Regions from separate parts of the Sus scrofa genome. Here region 2 is linked to region 1. The links are chromatin contacts, called in public HiChIP or PLAC-seq maps. All regions are on one chromosome and are shown on one strand. The core of a region is the stretch at or near the end of the contact, and the rest is flanking DNA. Distances in the headings are between cores, read along the strand shown.

Region 1 (5,173 bases), core at 1,424-3,923:
ATTTTAGTGACTCCCCCAAAGCATATACATTACAGTCTTAGGGCTGAAAGCCTTGGAGAATGAGGCTTAATGACTCTGAGACTGTGCTTGGTTACTTCGGGGCTGGGGAATGTGGGGCTTGGGTTTGGGTGCTGAGGCTTTTTGATCTCACCTGGGGCACTAATGGCGTTAGAGTTCTCATTAATAATGAATATCTGCATTACTGAGTGTGATTTGCCCGTCTCTGTGTTCGAGACTGTACTCACATTGTTTCATTTAATTCTCATAACAAACTCATGAGGTAATTCTGTGTGTATTGAAAGGAGCAGAGACGGCTCTGGGTACAGAATAAAATAAAGAATTTTAGAAGACGGTCTCTGCCGGAACCCAGTCACACTTTCCGAAGCACGGGAACGTTGAACTGTTAGTCTGAGGTTACTAGTCCACCGAGTTGTGACCAGGGTCACATGACACAATACATGACCACTTGGGGACAGCGTCTAGACGCTTACCTCAGAAGGGGTCGGATATTGGCAGCACCATATTTTTAGGTGAGAAAATGAGCTCAGAAAAGTATTTTAAGAACACACACTAATAAGTGGTGGTTCCTAACACCAGAACCCCAGTCTGTCTGACCCCAAATCACACATCCTTCTGCACCATCTCCTTCAGTTCCACCCTGTGTTCTGTTTTCCCCCAAAGTGCATGTTTCTTAAGAATTTGAAATTAGCCTTCAGAGAGTCTGTTTCATCTAAGGTCTGAATCTCTTGGGAGTAATTTCTGTAACAGTCATGGACTTGTAGGCTTGGGCTTGGCCTTTGGGGCAAAGGTAGGTAAGAGGAAGGATGCAGAGCTGGCTCCCAGTGCTTTTAAAGCTCTGTCATATACTTAGGTTCATTATAAAAAGCTCTTGATTCTGACATTTTCATACCTAGGAAATTGCTGTATCACCCTTCCAAGAAACTCAGCATTCTGCAGAATGTCTCAAAATCACCTGGAGTACTTGTTTAAACATGTTCCTGGGCCCTATCTCCAGAGTTTCTGATTACATGGGTTGAAAATAGGGCCTGTTAGTTTGCATTTCCAACCAAATTCCCTGAAGATGCTGATGCCACAGTTCCAGACACCATATTTTTAAAACACCAAACTAAGGGGAAGCTTTATTGGGTCCAACACAAGAGCAAGTACATTGCTGCTTCCCCTGACTACTCCGAGGGCTCCTTACTGGTCATGCAGTCTGCTCCGCTGCAGGAACTCGGAGGCGTGGGCTCACTATTTTCACTTCCTGAACCAGAGATAATAGCAGCAATCAGACATGACCGTCTCTAGGTCCAAACGTGAAGTTTTCTTATCTCCCCCATCTGTACACATAAGCTTGTGCGCTCTCTCTCTCTCTCTCTCTCTCTCTCTCTATCTCTCTCTCTTTTTATGGCCACGCTAGCAGCATATGGAAGTTCCCAGGCCAGGTATTGAATCTTAGTCACAGCTGAGACCTATGCCGCAGCTGTGGCGATGCCAGATCCCTTTAGCCCACTGTGCCAGGCCAGGGATTGAACCACCACGCCTCCACTGCAACCTGAGCTGCTGCAGTCGGATTCTTAACTCACTGTGCCACAGCAGGAACTACAGCTTTCTCTTCTTTTAAAATCTATAAAGTATCTCTGCTCTCATTAAAAAACCAATCCTAACACAGTTTCTCTAGGCCCTGGGCTGTTTCCTTTTCTCAAGAATTATGCTCCTATAATTCCTCCTTTCTCTGGCATCATTAATTTCTTTGTCAGCAGGGAGATTGCTGGATCAATCTCATCAGCATACCAATATGCTCTAATATTTTCAACCTCAAAAAAAAAAAAAAAGTGCCTTTGGAGTTTCCTGGTAGCCTAGCAGATAAGGATTTGGCATTGTCACTTCTGTGGTTTGGAGTCATTTCCTGGCCTGGGAACTTCCTCATGCAGCAGCCATGCCCCCCTCCCAAAAAAAAAGAAAAGAAAAGTGCCTTGATATTTCCATCCCCGTCTAATTACTACCCCATTTCTCTTCTTCCCTTCAGAACAACCCTTCCTGATGGAGTTCCCGTCATGGCTCAGTGGTTAACGAATCCGACTAAGAACCATGAGGTTGTAGGTTCGATCCCTGGCCTTGCTCAGTGGATTGAGGATCCGGCGTTGCCGTAAGCTGTGGTGTAGGTTGCAGATGCCACTCAGATCTCGCGTGGCTGTGGCTGTGGCATAGGCCAGCAGCTGTAGCTCGGGTTAGACCCCGAGCCTGGGAACCTCCATATGCCTCGGGAATGGTCCTAGAAAAGGCAAAAAGACAAAAAAAAAAAAAAAAAAAAAAAGAACAGCCCTTCCTGAAAATCTTGTCTGACGTCACTCTTTCCACTGCAATTGAGCTTCCACTGCTATAGCTGCCACTCTGTGGACAGGGAGCTCTTGTCAGAATCACCAGTGACTTCCATATTCGCTAAATACAGTGGTCACTTCACAGCTGTTCTTATTTGACCTCTTCGCAGTCTTCGGTAAAAGTGACCATACCCTTCTTGAAACATGCTCTCTGGGCTTCTATCACCCTGTATCCTCTTGGCTTTCCTCCAGCATTTCTGGCTACTTTCTGTCAAGCTGCTTTACAGGCTCCTCTGCTCCCCCTCCCTCTTCTAAATACTGAGGATTCTGCTCTACCCACTTCCCTGTCTGCGTATTCAGACCCAAGGCTTTAAATACCATCTAGCTGAGTCACAAACTCACCCCTGACCGTTCTCCTCAGCAGTGGACTCACTGTCCAGCTTCCCACCACTTCTAAGAAACATTTCAAACTTAACATGACCTCACAGACTCTTAATTTTCCCACCAAAGCCTGATTTTCCCCTCGCTTCCCCTGTCTCAGTATATGGTAGCAAGATGTATCTAGTTGCTCCAGAAGAAGATCTGAGTCATGCTGGGTTCCCTCTGTGCTCTATTGTATACCCAGGGCAAGCCCTATTGCCCTGCAGAGCTGGAAGACTGAATAGTATCTATAAAGTGCTTAATAGAATGCATAGCCCATTAAAAGAAGTAAACTATAGCTATTATTTTATGTTTATATTTAATGTATTATCATTATGTAAAATTTTAACTTCCATAGTAGCTGCATTTGCTTAGAGTTTTTGACACTTTTTTTTAAGTCAGTAGAAAATAGTTTTTGGATACTGTAGCATTCCTCATGAGTGCTGTTATATGTAGATACCAGTAGGGTTTTTCGCCTTGCCTCTTTCTTCAAGATGGAACAATCTCTGAGTTGTTTTCTTTGTCTTTTTTTTTTTTTTGCTATTTCTTGGGCCGCTCCCGCGGCATATGGGAGGTTCCCAGGCCAGGGGTCTAATTGGAGCTGTAGCTGCCAGCCTACGCCAGAGCCACAGCAACGCGGGATCCGAGCCGCGTCTGTGACCTACACCACAGCTCATGGCAACGCCGATCGTTAACCCACTGAGCAAGGGCAGGGATCGAACCCACAACCTCATGGTTCCTAGTCGGATTCGTTAACCACTGCGCCACGACGACGGGAACTCCCTCTGAGTTGTTTTTGAAACAAATCCATGATGACTTAATAAAGCAGAAAACTCACTTTCTTTATTTATTTCGTCTTTTGTCTTTTTAGGGCCGCACCCGTGGCATATGGAGGTTCCCAGGCTAGGGGTATATTCATAGCTATGGCTGCTGGCCTACACCACAGCCACAGCAACTCCAGATCCAAGCTGTGTCTGCAACCTACACTCCCAACCTTGTGGTTCCTAGTTGGATTCTTTTCTGCTGCGCCACAACGGGAACTCCAGAAAACTCACTTTAAAGTGAAAGTACTCACTTTCTAGGGATTCCTCTTTTTAATATTTCAGGGCCTAGGAAATAAGAATTCCTGATGACTAAAGTTAGATCCTGCTGCAGTTCTCATCGTGGCTCAGTGATTAACAAGCCTGCCTAGCATCCATGAAGATGCGGGTTCAATCCCTGGCCTCTCTCAGTGGGTTAAGGATCTGGCATTGCCCTGAGCTGCGGTGTTGGTCTCGGCTTGGCTCTGATCCAGCGTTGCTGTGGCTGTAGTGTAGGCTGGTGGCTACAGCTCCGGTTCTGCCCCTAGCCTGGGAACTTCCATATGCCGAGGGTGCAGTCCTAAAAAGACTCATTAATTAATTAATTAGTTGAATTAAATAAGTTAGCTTCTGTTTCTTTTCACCTTAAGCTTTTCTCAACTCACTCAGTTTGTTTTCCTTTCCTATTATCCTGTTGATTTTGCCATTCATAAAGGCACTAGAGTCCCCCCAGTTGCCAAATTTAACGGCCTCTTTTTGGTTCTCATTCTACTTTATTTATTTATTTATTTATTTAGTTATTTATTTTGGCCACTACATAGCATGTAGAAATTCTGGACCAGGGATCAAACCCACACCACAGCAGTGATAATGCTGGATCCTTAACCTGCTGAGCCACCAAGGAACTCTAGTTCTTATTCTCCTTGTGAAGATTAAACATGAAAATCTTTTACTTCATTATAAACAGAAAGCTCTTTTTTTTTTTTTTTTGTCTTTTTAGGGCCGCACCGGTGGCATATGGAGGTTCCCAGGCTAGGAGTTGAATTGGAGTTACAGCTGCCAGCCTATGCCACAACCACAGCCACATGGGATCCAAGCCACATATGCAACCTACACCACAGCTCATGGCAACACCAGATCCTTAACCCACTGAGCAAGGCCAGGGATCGACCCTGCATCCTCATGGACACTTTTCAGATTTGTTTCCACTGACCCACAATGGGAACGCCAGAAAGCACTTCTTAAGCTATAAAGTAAATGTTTGTTACTGACATTCTGCCACATTAAACATTGCTGATCGGCTTGTGTGTCTCTAATTTCTGATGCCTCTTCTTTCTTTCTTGTTTGTTTATTCTTCCTTCTCTTCTGTTCACAACTTAAATATTGATGTTTCCTCAAAATTCTGTTCCTAGTATACTCCTTTTCTCTCCTCTTAAATGGTGAGGTTTTCTTATCTTTTTTGTTTGTTGATGGGTGGGGCCCTATCTCTACATTAATTTTATTTTATTTATTTATTTATTTTTTGCTTTTTAGGGCTGCACCCTCAGCATATGGAGGTTCCCAGGCTAGGGGTTGAATCGCAGCTGCAACTGCTAGCTTACAACATGGCCACAGCAACGTAGGATCCAAGCC
Region 2 (5,173 bases), core at 890-3,389, 300 kb after region 1:
ACTGGATTCTTAACCCACTGGGCCACCAGGGAACTCTCTAGATAACTTTTTTTTTTTTTTTTTTTTCTAGATACCACTAGGGAACTACCAGAACCGGATCCGAGCCGTCTGATAACTTTTTAATATAGTCACTGAAATTAAAAATAGTAAAAAAAGTAACCCTCTGGAACTGTACTTCAGTTTCCAATGAACTAAATGGTTCAGTGGATGCTAGGTGAAAGGTTACTGAGGACAGGATGTTTGTATGTGCCAGAGTATTGCATTAACAGCTTAGGAAGGGAAAGCATACCTTTCCATGGAAAAATGTGGCAGTCACCGCTGTAACCAGGCATCACTAGTCATGGGGCACTCTGGCATCACGTGTCTCCTGAAAGGATACAATATGAAGGACACAGCATCATCTAAGTGATAACGATGCCCCAAATGTGCAATCTACATCCAGTCCAGCTTCTAGATTTAACTTCCCAGCAACAACAGCAGCAGCAAAATATTTGACTTTCTGTTTCCAGGAAATACAGGGGATGGAGAAACAAAATGAATGACACCTTGAGAAGTAAATCAGGCACATTTAGAATGTAGGACACTTTATTTATTTAGTTTTATTTTGCTTTTTAGGGCTGCCCCCGCGGCATATGGAAAGACCAAGGCTAGGGGTCGAAGGAGCTACAGCTGCCAGCCTATGCCACAGCTCCCAGCACCGCCGGATCCTTAACCCACTGAGCGAGGCCAGGGATCGAACTTGTGTCGTCATGGATGCTGGTCAGATTCATTTCTGCTGAGCCAGGACAGGAACTCTGAAATGGAAGGTTTTTATAGGAAGGGGGGTAGAGCAAGGGAGCTATTAGCAAAAGAGAAGAAAGGATTATTTCTAGGCCAGGACATGTCCTTTCTGCCAGGGGAAGAGACTGGCAAGGATTTTATTACCCAGATTGCCTCTTCTTTCTCTGGGGAATGAAGAGGGCCCACGTGGCAGATGACCTCATTGGTGCTGACCAGAAAATTACAGACTGGTTGATTAAGGTTACATGTCTGATGCAGGTTGAAACTGCAGTAGGTTAGGTATTAAATCTAGAAATGGGGAGTTCCCGTCGTGGTGCAGTGGTTAACGAATCCGACTAGGAATCATGAGGTTGCGGGTTCGATCCCTGGCCTTGCTCAGTGGGTTAAGGATCCCATGTTGCTGTGGCTGTGGCGTAGGCTGGCAGCTGTAGCTCCGATTAGACCCCTAGCCTGGGAACCTCCATATACCACGGGTGTGGCCATAAAAAGACAAAAAATAAAATAAAATAAATAAGTATAATAAATATTCTCAAAAGAAAAGGGAGAATATTGTTAACCTAAGGTAGGAACAAACAAGAAGAATTAGTTGGCAATACTGGGAATGAAAAATTTAATTGTTGAAACCCTGCATGGCTTGAAAGCAGAATGGTTACAGCCAAATGGGAGGATGAGCAATGAGCTCAGGGTGAACAGTCACCCAAAAGGCATTAGGAAGGGACAAAGAAAACAGGGAAGACTGAAAAACAGATGAGCTCACTGTCTGTGACACACTGTTGGTGGCTAACCCCACAGCCCACTCCCAGCTCCCTTCTTCCTTCTGCCTCGGAGGCTAGAAAAGCTGAACGCGGGCTTTCCCAGACGCCCCAGCCCGCAGAGCTGGTCACGTGACACAACGAGATACAAGCAGGTTCTGGCCAACGAGATACAAGCAGGACTGTTCTGGGAGGCTCCTGAGCAGAAAATGTTCTTTTCCTTTTTTTTTTTTTTTTTTGTCTTTTTAGGGCCACACCTGCGGCATATGGAGGTTCCCAGGCTAGGAGTTGAACTGGAGCTGTAGCCACCGGCCTACACCACAGCCAAAGCTACGTCAGATCCGAGCCGCGTCTGCAGCCTTTACCACAGCTCAGGGCAACGCCAGATCCTTAACCCACTGAGCGAGGCCAGGGATCAAACCTGCGTCCTCCTGGATGCTCGTCAGGTTCGTTTCCACTGAGCCACCATGGGAACCCCTGTTGCGTTCTAAGAGAAGGGAATGCCATGAGAATCCTTTGCTTGTAATATTTCCTCCCCCTTTCTTGTCTTGGACATGGATGTTTTGTCTGGAGCCGTGACAGCGGTCTTGTGATCACGAGGTAGGTTGATAGTCATCAGATCAAAAAAATCCAGCATTGAGGACAACCAAGCACGAAGGCGGGATGACACCAGGAAGGTTCTTGGTGACTGAACACTTGAACTCGTGCCAGCAACCACCTACATTCAGACTCCTTGTTGTGTAAATAAAAACCATAATAAAGCAAAACAAAAGCCCACTTGTTTATTTAAGCCACTTTTATTCATGTTTTCTCTTACGAGCAACTGAAAATATTCCTAACTGATGCCTTGTGCAATAATTTGGAGAAGAGCTACAAAGTGGAGCTTCAAAAAACATAAGGAGGGGGGAGGCAGAAATCAGTGAAAAAGAGATTTTAAAAAAGAATTTTAGGAGTTCCCATTGTGGCTCAGTGGTAATGAATCTAACTAGTATCCATAAGGATGTGGTTTTGGTCCTTGGCCTTTCTCAGTGGATTAAGCATCCAGCATTGCCATGGGCTGCGGTGTAGGTCACAGATGTGGTTCAGATCCGGCATTGCTGTGGCTGTGGCTGTGGCCGGCAGATCCAGCTCCAATTTGACCCTAGCTCGGGAACCTCTATGTGCCACAAGTGCAGCAGCCCTAAAAAGCGAATAAATAAATAAATAAATAAAACTAGTTATTGGAGTTCCCTTGTGGCAAAGTGGGTTAAGGATCTGGCATTGTCACTGCTGCAACTTGAGTTGCTGCTGTGATGTGGATCTGATCCCTGGCCTGGGAACTTCCATATGCTCCGGGCACAGCCAAAATAACCCACAACGCCCCACCAAAAACTAGTTATTTAAAAGTCTTAGTGGTTCCCACTGTGGCAGAGTGTGTTAAGGATCCAGCATTGCCGCAACTGTGGCCTAGGTTGAAGATATGGCTTGGATTCAACCCCTGGCCTGGGAGCTTACATATGCTACAGGTGCATCTGAAAAAGGAAAAAAAAAGTTTTAATAGGGAGTTCTCTGGTGGTCTAGTGGTTAAGACTCAGCCTTTCACTGCTGTGGCTTATGTTCAATCCTTGGTTTGGAAACTGAGGTCCATATCAAGATGTTGCAAGTCTCAGCCAAATAAATTAAAAATAATGTAAATTGTCCAACTGGCACAAGAAAAAATAAGTAAACTTGAATAGAGCAAGTTAGGCAATTGCTGTGAGCTGTGGTGCAGGTCACAGAGGCGGCTCGGATCTGGCGTTGCTGTGGCTGTGGTGTAGACCAGAAGCAACAGCTCCGATTAGACCCCTAGCCTGGGAACCTCCATATGCCACACATGCAGCCCTAAAAGGACAAAAGACAAAAACAAACAAACAAAAAAAGAAAAAGCCATGAGAATCAATACCAATATATAAATAAACTAAAAGAGTTCTGCAAGGTTGCTCTAAGTGGCATCATACGCATGAATATGCCTCTCCACTATCATTATCCAGCTGGGTAATAGTAAAAGTAAGATACTATTCATAATAACAACAAAACTATAAAATACCTAGAAACCAGCCTTAAAAATGACCTTTATAGAGAGAGAGAAAAAAAAGTAGACTCTTAAGGACTTAAAGAGATCATTGAATGGAATAAAATATATATTAATGGATAGTAATGTGGTAAAGATGTTATTTCTCTCTAGATATATCCAACATTTGAATGCAATTTCCATCAAAATTCCAGCTGAATCTTTTAAGACACTTCATAAAGTTATTTTAATATTTACATGGAGAAATAAGGTTCACGAGTATCTGTATAAATAGGAGAATACAGAGTAAACAGAGAGGACATCGCCTGGGAGATTAAGAAGGCCCCGTTAGGAGTTCCCGTCGTGGTGCAGTGGTGAACGAATCCGACTAGGAACAATGAGGTTGCAGGTTCAATCCCGGTCCTTGCTCAGGGGGTTAAGAATCATCGTTGCCATGAGCTATGGTGTAGGTTACAGACAAGGCTCAGATCCCTCGTTGCTGTGGCTCTGTCGTAGGCCAGTGGCTACAGCTCCGATTAGACCCCTAGCCTGGGAACCTCCATATGCTATGGGTATGGCCCTAAAAAGACAAAAAACAAAAACAAAAAAACAGGGTGAGGAGTTCCCATTGTGGCTCAGTGGGTGAAGAACCTGACTAGTATCCAGGAGGATGTGGGTTTGATCCCTAGCCTTGCTTAGTGGGTTAAGAATCTGGCCTTGCTGTGAGCTATGGCATAGGTGTCAGATGTGGCTTGGATCTGGCGTTGCTGTGGCTGTGGTGTAGGCCGGCAGCTGCAGCTCTGATTTGACCCATAGCCTGGGAACTTCCATAAGCTGTTGGTGCAGCCCTAAAACACACACGCACACACACACAAAGTTGTGTTAATGATATTGTTCCATGCCTCTCATTTTTGTCATTAAACATATTTTTGATGCAATATGATTTCTAATACACTATTTCCAACTGTTGCATAAGAGTACATTTTACCAAAAAAATAAAGAATAAAAATAGAACTAATATTTGATCCAGCAATCCCACTCCTGGGCATCTATCCAGAGAAAACCATGACTCGAAAAAGACACATGTACTCCGATGTTCATTGCAGCACTATTTGCAACAGCCAAAACATGGAAACAACCTAAATGTCCATCGACAGAAGAGAGATCAAGAAGTGGTACATATGCACAATGGAATATTACTCAGCCATTAAAAAGAACAAAATACCAGCATTCTTAGCAACATGGATGGACCTAGAAACTACCATGCTAAGTGAAGTCAGCCATACAATGAGACAGCAACATCCAATGCTTTCACTGACATGTGGAATCTGAAAAACGGACAGACTGAACTTCTTCGCAGAACAGATGCTGACTCACAGACATTGAAAAACTTACGGTCTCTAGAGGAGACAGTTTGGGGGGTGGGGGGATGTGCTTGGGCTGTGGGATGGAAATCCTGTGAAATCAGATTGTTATGATCATTATACAACTACAGATGTGATAAATTCATTTGAGTAATAAAAAAATTAATTAAAAAAAAAACAAGAGTACATTTTACCTACTGCCCTTCCAGTAACAGATGTCAGGTTATCTCCAACGCAATGCGCACACC

The links. HiChIP or PLAC-seq counts read pairs in DNA pulled down with a chosen protein or histone mark.
Region 2: a contact with region 1 is called in an H3K27ac HiChIP or PLAC-seq map of alveolar macrophages. The contact joins two enhancer-like sites. A contact is called at or near these places in 3 of 47 Hi-C or Micro-C datasets (embryonic fibroblasts, epiblast stem cells and retroperitoneal adipose tissue) and 1 of 2 datasets of contacts at active chromatin or transcription factors (alveolar macrophages).

Annotation. Positions count from the first base shown.
Region 1 is chr6:166,284,903-166,290,075 of Sscrofa11.1, forward strand. The region is part of intron 4 of ZSWIM5 (zinc finger SWIM domain-containing protein 5); the gene reads left to right. Among named protein-coding and RNA genes, the nearest start is that of UROD, 43 kb to the right of the region's middle. Within about 2 kb of position 2,674, at least 10 of the 83 cell types and tissues checked have an H3K27ac peak or open chromatin away from gene starts, as enhancers often do. A contact at or near this core is called in alveolar macrophages, where this site is marked.
Region 2 is chr6:166,581,737-166,586,909 of Sscrofa11.1, forward strand. It overlaps C6H1orf228, which reads right to left. Exons shown (of 18, transcript XM_021096783.1): 14 at 5,120-5,173; 15 at 290-367. Among named protein-coding and RNA genes, the nearest start is that of KIF2C, 6.4 kb to the left of the region's middle. Within about 2 kb of position 2,140, at least 11 of the 83 cell types and tissues checked have an H3K27ac peak or open chromatin away from gene starts, as enhancers often do. A contact at or near this core is called in alveolar macrophages, where this site is marked.